Linked DNA regions of Juglans regia: region 1 is linked to region 2. A link is a contact called in public Hi-C data. All regions are on one chromosome and are shown on one strand. The core of a region is the stretch at or near the end of the contact, and the rest is flanking DNA. Distances in the headings are between cores, read along the strand shown. Region 1 overlaps LOC109009595 (probable polyamine oxidase 5). Region 2 overlaps LOC109009584 (disease resistance protein RUN1-like).

What was found. A called contact is a pair of places that touch in the nucleus more often than the background predicts.
Region 1: a Hi-C map of leaf shows a contact between it and region 2, with 2.3 times the contacts expected there. The contact joins two enhancer-like sites. A contact is called at or near these places in 2 of 3 Hi-C or Micro-C datasets (both in leaf).

What each region holds. Positions count from the first base shown.
Region 1 is chr1:36,660,433-36,665,848 of Walnut 2.0, forward strand. It overlaps LOC109009595 (probable polyamine oxidase 5), which reads left to right. Exons shown (of 2, transcript XM_018990140.2): 2 at 1-38. It also overlaps the pseudogene LOC109009606. Among protein-coding and RNA genes, the nearest start is that of LOC109009595, 4.9 kb to the left of the region's middle. Within about 2 kb of position 3,614, the one cell type or tissue checked has open chromatin away from gene starts, as enhancers often do. A contact at or near this core is called in leaf, where this site is marked.
Region 2 is chr1:36,602,866-36,609,006 of Walnut 2.0, forward strand. It overlaps LOC109009584 (disease resistance protein RUN1-like), which reads left to right. Exons shown (of 5, transcript XM_018990127.2): 3 at 1-133; 4 at 244-1,161; 5 at 1,250-2,027. The coding sequence ends at 1,885. Among protein-coding and RNA genes, the nearest start is that of LOC109009584, 6.3 kb to the left of the region's middle. Within about 2 kb of position 2,911, the one cell type or tissue checked has open chromatin away from gene starts, as enhancers often do. A contact at or near this core is called in leaf, where this site is marked.

The DNA.
Region 1 (5,416 bases), core at 2,364-4,863, 58 kb after region 2:
ATATTCTAAAGAAAAGAACAAGAAAGCTTTGGATCCCACCTCTCTCTCTCTCTCTCTCTCTCTCTCTCTCTCATCAGCCAAGTGTGATTTTGTTTTGTGTCGTCCAAACGACAGGATCCGATGAAACCGGCTCTTTCCAGCTTGGAGCCTCTTCACCAGGTCCTTTTCTTGACCCGAGGCTTGTTACACTGCCCACGACATTGTGCTCTTGGATCAAAACAAGCCCTTATCACTCTTTTATGAGAGAATCAAAACAAAATTCTGAGGCATTCTTCTGTTTGAATTGGATTAGACCTTTGAGTACTTGGGACAGGCAAATGAGCTGGTCACATGAAAATGAGATAGAACCACTACTCTTTAGGTTCCCCATGAAGTATCTTTCACCTACTGTATTTGCCAGTAGAGTCAATCAGAGAAGTAACCAAAGTGTCCTTTACAATGAGACAGAATTGGAGATGCTTATGGTCCTCTGATTACATTAATATTTTGTACAGAAGCTCTCTTGGATGGGACCCATTAGAATGTCAGGTCCCATTCCATTCATAATATGTTAAAAATCAGACATACATTGAAGACAGTTTGCTCTTAGTTGACAGCACCATTGGTCTATCCCACTTGCTGCCATTACATTTCTCTACAGAGCATATCCATGCTAGATATGGAAAATCAAAATGGTTATGACATGAAATTGTGACATTTCCTTTCAAACCAGACAAGCAAAAACAGAATCACATCATTTAATGCTCTAAGTTTTCCAGTGACCACAAATTTGCTGAGTCCCCCCTCCCCCAAGATTTGATTTCCTGGGTATATGTGTTTTGGTACACTAAATCATCAAATCAAGAGCCATTCATGGTGGCTCTATTATTGTAAGAATTTTCGGACTCCCCCCCCAAAAATACTGGAATGCCCCACCCCACCTGCTGTCTCCTCTTTTTTTTTTTTTTTGGCCTCCTGTGTTCTTCAATCACTCTTGGATGATTCCCCATATCACAGACCAATCAAATCGGTCACCAAGATCTTTGTCTGATTCTTAAAAAACCAATGAGAATCTCCATCCTCACCTCACCTAATGGCTAAATTGACATTTTATTACTTCCCTTTCCCCTCTGTTGCATCTAATCATCATTAGCATCACCTTTATCAACAATAGTGGCATGTTCTGTTGATAAACTCTAAATAGTTTTCAGTCAATGACACACTATTCATCTCATAAACTAAGGAAATAACCATTCACTTTTGTTGATACTCAGCTCAAGAGAACACATAAGATGTAATTAGGACAGGTTTCAAGTTAAATAAGATTAAAAAAAAATAAAAATAGAAATGCAATAAAAGCTTACTCGAAATCACCACCTAGTTGTTTATTTAGTTGGAGTTTTTGACCACTGGGCTACAAAGTGCTTTGGATTTGGGGCCATTGAATAGACGACACGTGCAAATTTGACGGTTGATAGTGTAAGATGTTACATCTCACTTCCGTATACTGTAAGCAGTTTGCATGTTCCCTTGATACTCACAAAATTTGGTCCAATTATTTCATTTTGATGGTGACTGAATGTGTTACTATGTATGAATCTCTTGAATGATACCCCAAAATAAAAGAATTCATGCATCTCTTAGTAAGATGATAGAACTCAGTTCAATTATAGAGAGTTGGGAGAGCTTGAAGAAGCTGAGTATGTATTTTCCAAAACTGCATCCATCATGACATCTTCCACCTTTGGACCACATCATTTCGTTTCCTTTAGGTGTCCCAGACCACTTTAACCTAATGATCGATGTTTTGCTTTTCCGCAAGTCTTAGATTATAAAAGTTTAATGATATTATGAGCTATCTGTCTGCTTTATTCTTTCAAAATCCGAATATCTTTTTACACTATACAGAGACCAAACTGTGCAAATGGAAAGAAAACTGATTTAAGTAAAGCTATCATGCATATTTGTATCTGACCCTTCTGCTTTAAAAAGGGCTTGTGATGATAGAAGGAGACCAAATAGAACATCTAGCATGTCTACAGATTTGTGAGAGGGAATCTAGAGTTCTAATCCTAGGGTTTATAGGGTCTTTGAATGGTTCCCAACTCCCAAATGCTCACAAGCTGATCATTCAAAATTATGGTCCTTTTTTTTTGGAATTTCTAAACAAACTCCCGTTGCAACAAAGATAATAATAATAAAAATAAAAAAAAGATTTTATGACCAAAACATTAATTTTCACTTACTCTCTCTAATCTAAGAAGAGGGTCATCTAAAATATTTGATGAAGAGATCGACATTTTCATCCTCAAGATCTTCGATTAATGAAAGCGAAAATATAGTGAGAGAGACGGCATCGACGTGCCCCAAACATTTTAAATAATTATGGTCCTATCAACACTAAAGTTTACCTAAAATCTCAGACAATGCAAAGCAACCATGGATCTGTCCTTCACAACAGTTCAAAAGCAATATCTTCTTGGATTTGCCCCGTTAATGAAAGGTTCAATAATTTCCAACCAGTTGGGAGAATCCCAGTAGAGAACAAAAACTACGATTCATAGACTTGTTGGCAAGAGGGACCTCATCAGGTAACTGTAAGAGTAAGCTGTAGGGTAATAACAAGTAATTGGGTGCTGCTACTTTTTTTTTTTTGTTCATCTGTCACTAGAAGTGTCCTACTGCAGAATCAGAAAAATCACTGAAGTTTGATATTTCATGAATCTCTGAAGCAGTTGTCCCAGTACCATCATTTTCTTGGTGCATTTACTTATATTAGTGAATAGTTTAGGAGTTGTAGGTATGGTCTGTGCCTAAATGCAGTGGGTGTGAGCTTGAGCCATTGAGAATCTGACTTGAAAAATCGATTAGGATCAGTTTATGGGGTCAGTCCAGACTCACTGACAATTTTGGGGGATCAATCTAGAAAGGATTGCTTTTCAAAGAAGCAGAAATGATGATTACCAAAGTTTGGTTCTCTGAGTCTGGACTTCAAAAGTGGACCAAGAAAAGAAACCAAGTTTGGTAAAGAAGTACGTGGCAGATGAAAGATCTAGCCACTCAATTGAATCTCTGCAACCTGCAGGTCCATTATGAGACTCCAAATTGATATTTGATTTGGGTATTTATTTATTTATTATTGTCATCCTTAATTGTATCCTAAACAAATGTGCAGCCACCTCCCTCGGCTTTGCCCCCACTCCTTTCTCAACCAAACCTGTTGTACGAGCAGGGGAGTTGCTCAGTGCTCTGTATGGAACTCCAATCTAACTGACGAACCGTGCATCCAAATCATACTAACCAACCATAATATGCCAAATTCAGATCCCAATTGATAATAATAACTAACCTAAAAATCATCTAAAACCCAATCAAAGGTCCTTTAGATTAGACCTTCAAGGCTTCAACACAACAAATCTGACCAAAAGTCTTTGGATCTGAGACTTTTTGTTGTTATAGATGCAAGACCCAAGTTGTAGCAGCAGACTAGGGAACAACACAAAATATAGAAAAAATAACCACTGATCTTTGGGGATCAGAAACCTCCAAGAATTCTTTATTAACTTTTTCAATGCAATACAAAGGAAAAGACTTCAGAATTTATAGAAGACTACGACTGTTAGTGACCATTACACATAAGGGTATTATAGTAATCCTCAATAAGTAAGTGAGGATATAAAAGTACATTGAGCCCTTAAATAGACACGTGAGTAACACATGACTTAACTAACAATTAACTAATAGACAACTTCCTTATATCTTCCTTCCTTCTTCACATGGCCTTCCCATTGCATGCTCTAAAGTGATCACAACAACTGATCTCCTCTTCAAAAGACCTTACCCACAAGGTTAGGATAATGAGCCCTCAACTGTCCTCCTCTTCAAAGGACCTTCTTCACATCGACTTTTGCATGCTCTGAAGTTATCACAAATCAAGTTCGTTCACGTCTACAGGTTCGTCCACTATAGGCGACTTGTTGCACCAAAGAGGAGGAGAAGAAGGAGATGTAAAAGAATAAAAGGAGTAGATGAGAAGACGAAGAAGAAGAAGTGCAGCTCGAAACTGGAATGAAGAGAAATGATTAGATTTTCTTTTAAAGAGTGTGCATGTGTATATATGTATGTATGTAAATATGTAAACATATAATCCCGGTGGCTCTTCCTTGGGAGTGCAGACTCGGGAAGAAGGAGGGAACATCTCAGGTGGGGAGGTCTGTAAGACTAAGTTTTCTATTGTTTCATGGGAAAGACCCTACGAGTTGGTTATATAAGAGAAACAAGTTCTTTTCTTTTCGCAATACCCTACCGCAATATCTTACCACAACACCGAATTTGCTTAGCTTCTTTTCCTATAGAAGAGTACGCCCTCATTTGGTTTCAAGACTTAAAAGAGTCCGGACAACTAACTGATTGGGACTCCTTAGTTAAGTCCCTATTACTTCGGTTCAGCCCTAATACTTATGATAACTCCATGGAGGCATTGATTAGACTCAGGCAAGGAAGCTCTATTGAAGAACATAAGGCACAATTTGAGTCCTTATCTAATAGATTGAGGGGGCTTTCGGACCCTTACAAATTAAGTTGTTTCTTAAGTGGCTTAAGAGATTAGATTAGATTCCCAGTGAGAATGTTTAGTTCCTCAACCTTAGCAACTACATACAGTCTGGCTAAGATTCAAGAGGAAAACCTCAACCTAGCCAAGAGACACTACAAGGCACCCAACTACCCTTCACCCGAACCTGAGTTGCTTAAAAACCCCACCCCACATGAAAACAATTTATTTGTTGCACGAAAAAGTAACCTGCCTATCTATAAAATCAACCAAGCTCAAATGAAAGAAATGAGAGAAAATGGCTTGTGTTATTATTGTGACACCAAATAGAACCCAGGGTATAAGTGTCAAAACCCTAGGTTGTATTTATTAGAGGAGGTGTTGACTGGATATGATGAAAAATGGGTACCTGGTGAGGACCAAATTGAGAAGGAAGCCACAAGATTAATGGGGGAATTAAACAACCTTGAGATATACTTGCATTCTTTGATAGGGTCTCATAACCCCAAGACAATAAGAGTCAAGGGGACAATGGCACGACTTGGGTTACCATCCTTATTGATACCGGTTCTATCTATAACTTCCTAAACCCTATTGTGAAAAGAACTACCCTTACTTAAGTGATTCCTAAAATAGTTAATGCGAGAGTGATCAATGGGTGATCTGCTTTTCAGTGATTGAAAAAGTAAGGGGTAATGGTGAAAATCCAAAACATTATGATTACTTTGGATTTTCATGTGTTAGTACTTGCAAGGTGCGACATGGTGATAGGGGTTCAATGGCTATGGAAACTTGGGTCCATTTTATGGAACTTTGAAAATCTCGCCATGCAGTTTATTTACCAAGAAAAGGTAGTTACATTCAAGGCCTTAACACAAGTCCACT
Region 2 (6,141 bases), core at 1,661-4,160:
ATCCAAAGAGTTAAGGTGGCTTAGCTGGCATGGACTCCCTCTTAAGTTTATGCCAAAAACTTTTTATCTAGGACACCTTGTTGCAATGGACTTGCGATACAGCAGTCTCAGACAAGTTTGGAAAGATCCCAAGGTATAATGTAATCTCAAGCATTAAGCAATAAGTTTCAATGTTCTATCTGCTAATACTATGCTTTCTTTTCGTTCTTTTTTCTTCTCTTTTTTTGTTAATTTTTTTAGCAGGTGTTGGAGAAGTTGAAAATCCTAAATCTCGGTCATTCCCATTATCTGACCAAGACCCCTGAATTTTCAAGCCTGCCCAATCTTGAGAAATTAATACTCAAAGATTGTACAAGTTTGTATGAGGTTCACCAATCTATTGGAGATCTCAATAATCTTGTTTTGGCAAATTTGAAAGATTGCAAAAGCCTAAGAAGTCTGCCAAGGAGTTTCTATAAGTTGAAGTATCTACAAACTCTCATCCTTTCTGGTTGTTCCAGATTTGATGCTTTGGCTGATGACTTGGGGAGTATGGAGTCCTTGACTACTTTTCTTGCAGATAACACTGCTATAAGACAAGTACCAGTTAGTATAGTGCATCTGAGGAATCTTAAACACTTATCTCTATGTGGGTGTAAAGTATCAACCTCCAAGTCATTGCCTTCACTCTTTTGGTCTTGGATATCACCAGGGAGAAGTCCCAAGTCAGTTAATCTATTGCCTGCTTCACTACAAGGCTTGAACTCACTAAAAACTTTATCTCTCCGCTATTGCAACTTGTCAGATGATGCAATTCCTAAAGATCTTGGGAGTTTATCTTCTCTACAAACTTTAGAGCTCGATGGCAATAGTTTCAGTAACCTACCATCAACCCTTGGTGGTCTTTTGAAGCTTCAAAGCCTCAGTTTGAATTATTGCACAAACCTTCAATCACTTCCAAATTTACCAACAAGTTTAAAACAAATTTATGCAATGAACTGCACAGCCATGGAAAGCATGCCAAACCTATCAAAGATCTCAAATATGGAAGCTTTGCATCTTACTAATTGCCACAAATTAGTCGAGATTCCTGGTTTAGATAAGCTGTTGAAGTCCTTTCGAGTCATTCACTTGGAAGGGTGCAACAATGTAACAAGTACTTTTAAGGAAAGCCTCCTACAGGTTCTCTCTCTCTCTCTCTCTCCCAAAATGCGTTTTTTTGTTTTTGTTTGAAGTATTGTTGATATGCATCATGCTCTTGATGGTATAGGAATGGGCTATGAGTGGATTTGGTGGCATTTTTGGCATGTTTCTCCCAGGCAATGATATTCCTGATTGGTTCACGTTTAAAGATGAGGGGTCCTCGATATGTTTTGAAGTGCCTTCTATTACTGACAAGAATTTGGAAGGATTGGCTATATGCGTCGTTTATTCATCATGTATTGACCAGATAGTATCTCAAGAACTCACAAGCATTACAGTTATCAATTACACCAAGAATATAATTCAGACCAGTAGGCCGGCGACGATTGATGTAGTAATCTCCGATGAAGATCACCTATGGCAGGGCAATGTTTCTAAACGTAAGTTCAATTTGGAGGAGGGAGACCAAGTAGAACTTATTGCTGATTTCGGGTCTGGAATCGATGTTAAGAAGATAGGTGTTAGCCCACTGTATGATGGAAAAATAATTCACTTTGACTCTACACCAAACGAGGAGGATTCCATTGTTGCTGATGATGATCATCATGAAAATGCATTCTATGATCATGTTGGGATCAAGCCTAAAAGAGGGTTTCAAGATGATACTGCAGAATCAAGCCAAGGTGGTTGGTTTGACGAGGATCGACAACCTAAACGATTGAAGTGTGAACACGATGCTGAAATGAGAACAGATGATGAATAAAGAAACAAATAAAAACCCACAAAACATCCGAAGCTTATTGTAATGAGAAATGATATTTGTAGTTAGAACGTGCAAGCGTCATGCAGGCCGGCTCAATGGTAAGGCAATTTAGGCCGTTGCGTCAGGCCCCATCTTATATAAGGCCCCCATAAATAAAAATGTGATTTTTTTTGAAAAATTTTTTTGAAAAAAAATCAAAACTATTTCATTAAATAAAATTTTAAATTATTTTTATAGTTTTCAATATGTGCAAGACCCTATAATACTAAATTTAATATTTAGTACAATGATTTTTTTAATAAGTAATACAATAAGTTATTTATATTTTAAATAATTTTTTTAAGATCTTGCTAAATTGAGGCACAAAATTTTTATTGAAGCCACATTTTAAGTTGTTATAAATATAAATTCACAAAAACTGTATTTAAAGATTTTAAATAAAATCTCATTTTATTGAAAATTTTGAAAATATTTCATATAATAATTTATATTTTATTGTATTATAATTACGAATGACACGCTTAAATTTCGCCTTAGGCCTCAACTTGTATCGAGCTGCCCCTGACGTTATGTAATCTTTTTTAAATAGTAAGTAAATATAAAATTTATATGAAACAAATTAATTTTTTAATAATAAATCTTATTTTTTTAAAAATAAATTATACAATATTACACACTTGTTATATATAACATTATTCTAATTGGTAACGACTAATTTATTTTATGATTTTTTTTTATGCTATCAAAGTCATTATACAAGCCCATATCCTCAAGGGTTCAAAAAACGATGAGTTTACATATGCTTACCGAGTAATTATTAAGTAAGATCGTTAAAGAAAAATTTTATTTACAGTTATTTTTCTTATTTCTTACGCATTATATTAATATAATTGATTATATTATTTTTTTAATATAAAATAATTATTTTAATCAATCACATCAATAAAATACATAAAAATAATTATATATAACATAACTCCTTCACAAATATGAGTACTTCCAAATCTACTATTAATGCAAGAAAGGCTTGTGTGCTGTATTTCTATCCCCAATTTGACCTCACATTTGTATTAAAATTATTGGGCCAGCCACTACTATTAACCACACATTTTAGCATGCTTAAAATCAATGGTTCATAATTGTTCGACTTTTTGAACAGTTCAATTTGAACAGTTCAATCGCGTCAGACAAGGTTTTTGATACTTTGGAGCTTGTGTTTTGAGTTTCTATTCTCATCGTAAGAAATAATATTTATAATCGTAAATATATAAATATTATATAATTATTTTAAAAAAAATAAATAAATATAAGATGTATATAAAAAGAAATTAATTTTTTAAATATGAATCTCAGTCTTTTTCAAAATGACTGCATGGTATTTTTACATTTTACTACTATATATAGTATTACTTTTTTTATCTTGAAAATCAACTGTGTTCTACTTTTTGAACAAGGGTGGCTCTACTGCCACCATTGGGGCTCTAGTGTATTTTAATTTTTTTTTTTTTTACTTTTTATTCACATATATTTTTTTTACTTTTTTAAATATTTTTTAAAAAAATAAAAAATTTAAAACATTATTAAAAAAAACTTCTTTAATCATTAAGTAACAAAAAAAATTAAAATTAAAAATCCTAGTGGGGAAAGAGCAGCATTTTCCTTTGAATAGTTCAATCACATCAGACTGGCAATTTTTTGGTACTTTTTTAACAATCTAATCTGCATCAAACAAGTAGCTTTTTGAATTGTCTAGTTCAGCTAGCAAATCTGATGTTGTATCTTCTCGTCATCCCGATATCAGATTTTTCAACTTCTCCAACCACTTCTAAACTCCTGCTCTCTACCTTGTGACCATCGTCCACCATGAACCAATCGATTTCAAGTAAGCCTCTCTCTCTCTCTCTCTCTCACAATCAAAATCTGCTACCCTTGTTTACAAAGCTACCGCAACCACCATCACTAATCCACCGTGCGAAGCCACCTCCCATGGGACTAGCAACCTTAAGGACCCTATGCAAAAGATCTCTCTATGGAGCTCACCTAGAGGCGAGAACTTTCCCTATATTCAATGCTTGCCTGAAGGTGAGCATATTGCTTTCCATGATGAGCGTAGTGGGAGTAAAATTGCGAAACATTCTTGCTCCCGCGGTTCTTGCTTGGTGGCGAGCACTTTGGACCTCAAGATGCTCACCTAGTTTCGAGCAATTTTTCTCTTTCCAAATGCTTGCTTGTGTGGGGAGCAATATTGATCTTCTTGGTGCTCGCCTCGTCGCACCCTTGGAGGGTGAACACTTTTCTCTCCTTGGTGCTCGCTCGAGGACGAGCACATTGCCTCTGGTACTAATATGTTGGCTTTCCACAATGGTCTCCTAGGGGTGAGAACTTTTTCTTTTTAGTGCTCACCTATGGGCAAGCACTTTAGCTCTCCCGATTCTCGCCTGATGGGTGAGTACTTGGCTCTTCGCAGTGCTCACATGATGGGGGACAAGCTTGTTTACTCGCATGTGTGCTCCTTTGCCACCGGCGGTAGGGAGGGTGAGTGGAAGCGCTTGCCCCCGTAGTGAGCATCATGGAAAGGCAAAGTACTTCCCCTAGATGAGCATCGAAGAGAGTAAAAATACTCACCAAATTAGTGAGCACGATAGGAGAAAAAGTGCTCGCCAAGCAATTCCAGTCTCGCGATCTTTGCATTAGTGGTGAGCACTTTGGATCTAGCGATACTCACCTAGTTTCAAGCAATTTTGCTCTTCCAGACGCTCGCTTATTTGGGGAGCAATGTTGGTCTTCTTGGTACTCGCTTGCTTTGGGAGCAACTTTTGTCTTCCTGGTGCTCACCTCCTAGCTCCCCCAAGGGAGAAGCACTTTTCTCTCCCTGGTGCTCGCCCAATGGCTAGCACTTTGCCTCCCGTGGAGCTCGCTTCAGGTGCGAACATTTTGACTCTTCTCAGTGCTCTCCTAGCTCTCACTTGATGGGCGAGAAGTTGGCTCTCATTAGTGCTCACGTGATGGGCAAGCACTTTGGATCTCAAGATGCTTACCAAGTTTCAAGTAATTTTGCTCTTCCAAGTGCTCGCCTGCATGGGGAGCAATTTTCCTCTTCCCTGCCTAGTGCTCACCTCATGACTCCCATGTGTGGCTAGCACTTTTCTCAGTTTGGTGAGAGCACTTTAACTCTCCTTGGTGCTTCCTCCAAGCAATAAGCACTTAGATGAACAATGTTGATTGCCCCTTAGAAAGCGTTTCCACACGAGTAATCGTGCTAGCCACTTGGCACGGGTGATCGTCACGGAGACCAAGTGTGCTTGCTGCCAATTGAGCACCCAAGTGAGCAAATGTTCTCCCCACCAGACGAGCATCGAGGCAAACAAAGATTCTCGCCCTCATGTGAGCATTGTGGAAAGCATAGTACTTACCACCTTGAACATTGGGACATCAAGGTGGTGAGTACTATGTGACATCAAAGTTACTTAAACTCATTGGTCTATTCTAACCTATATGGCCTACTAATAACAACACTCGTATACTAGCAACCTATAATCATATATATTCCTTATCCTATATGTTAGTGAATCCTTGGCAAACTTAAAATGAATTATTTCTCTTTGGAATTAAAAGCAAGTCTTTGTAGTTTACTCTTTTGTACTAATTTCATTATTCATTTTGGATTTATTGTTTTTTTATTTTTTATTTAATTTAGTAGGGTTTGCACTTTTTCAAAATCGGTACCTATTGTTCCAAAACTTAGAACTAGCACCTATGACGATGGTCAAGTTTCAAAATAATGTTGTATTTATTTGTAAATAGTGAAGTAACATTAACATTTAGTCATTAGGTCTATAATGGGATAGACAATTTTAATAGACACATATGGAGGCCCCTACTCTCACCCCACTTAAAATAGAACTAGCTCATTGAGTTCTATTGTCTTCTTGCTCTTTATCTCCTCTCTCTTAGGGTAAGAAGAAAAATCAAAGAAAATGGGTAGAAAGTAGTTCTTTCCTTAGCAAGAAATTTTTCCTCTCTTTTGCAGGAACCTTAAAGCTCCATTGAAAATCCATCACAAGCTATTGGAGGTATGAACTCTCAATTTTATTGAACACATACTTTGATTATGGGAAGAGATTATCACATCTTGTGATTCTAACAATTGGTATCAGAGCCACCTTCTTATTTTTCATGGCTGTATTCCTTTTTTTTTTTTTTTTTATTCCCTGTTGCGATTTGTGATTTGCTGTTTCGAGGAGAAATGCATCAAT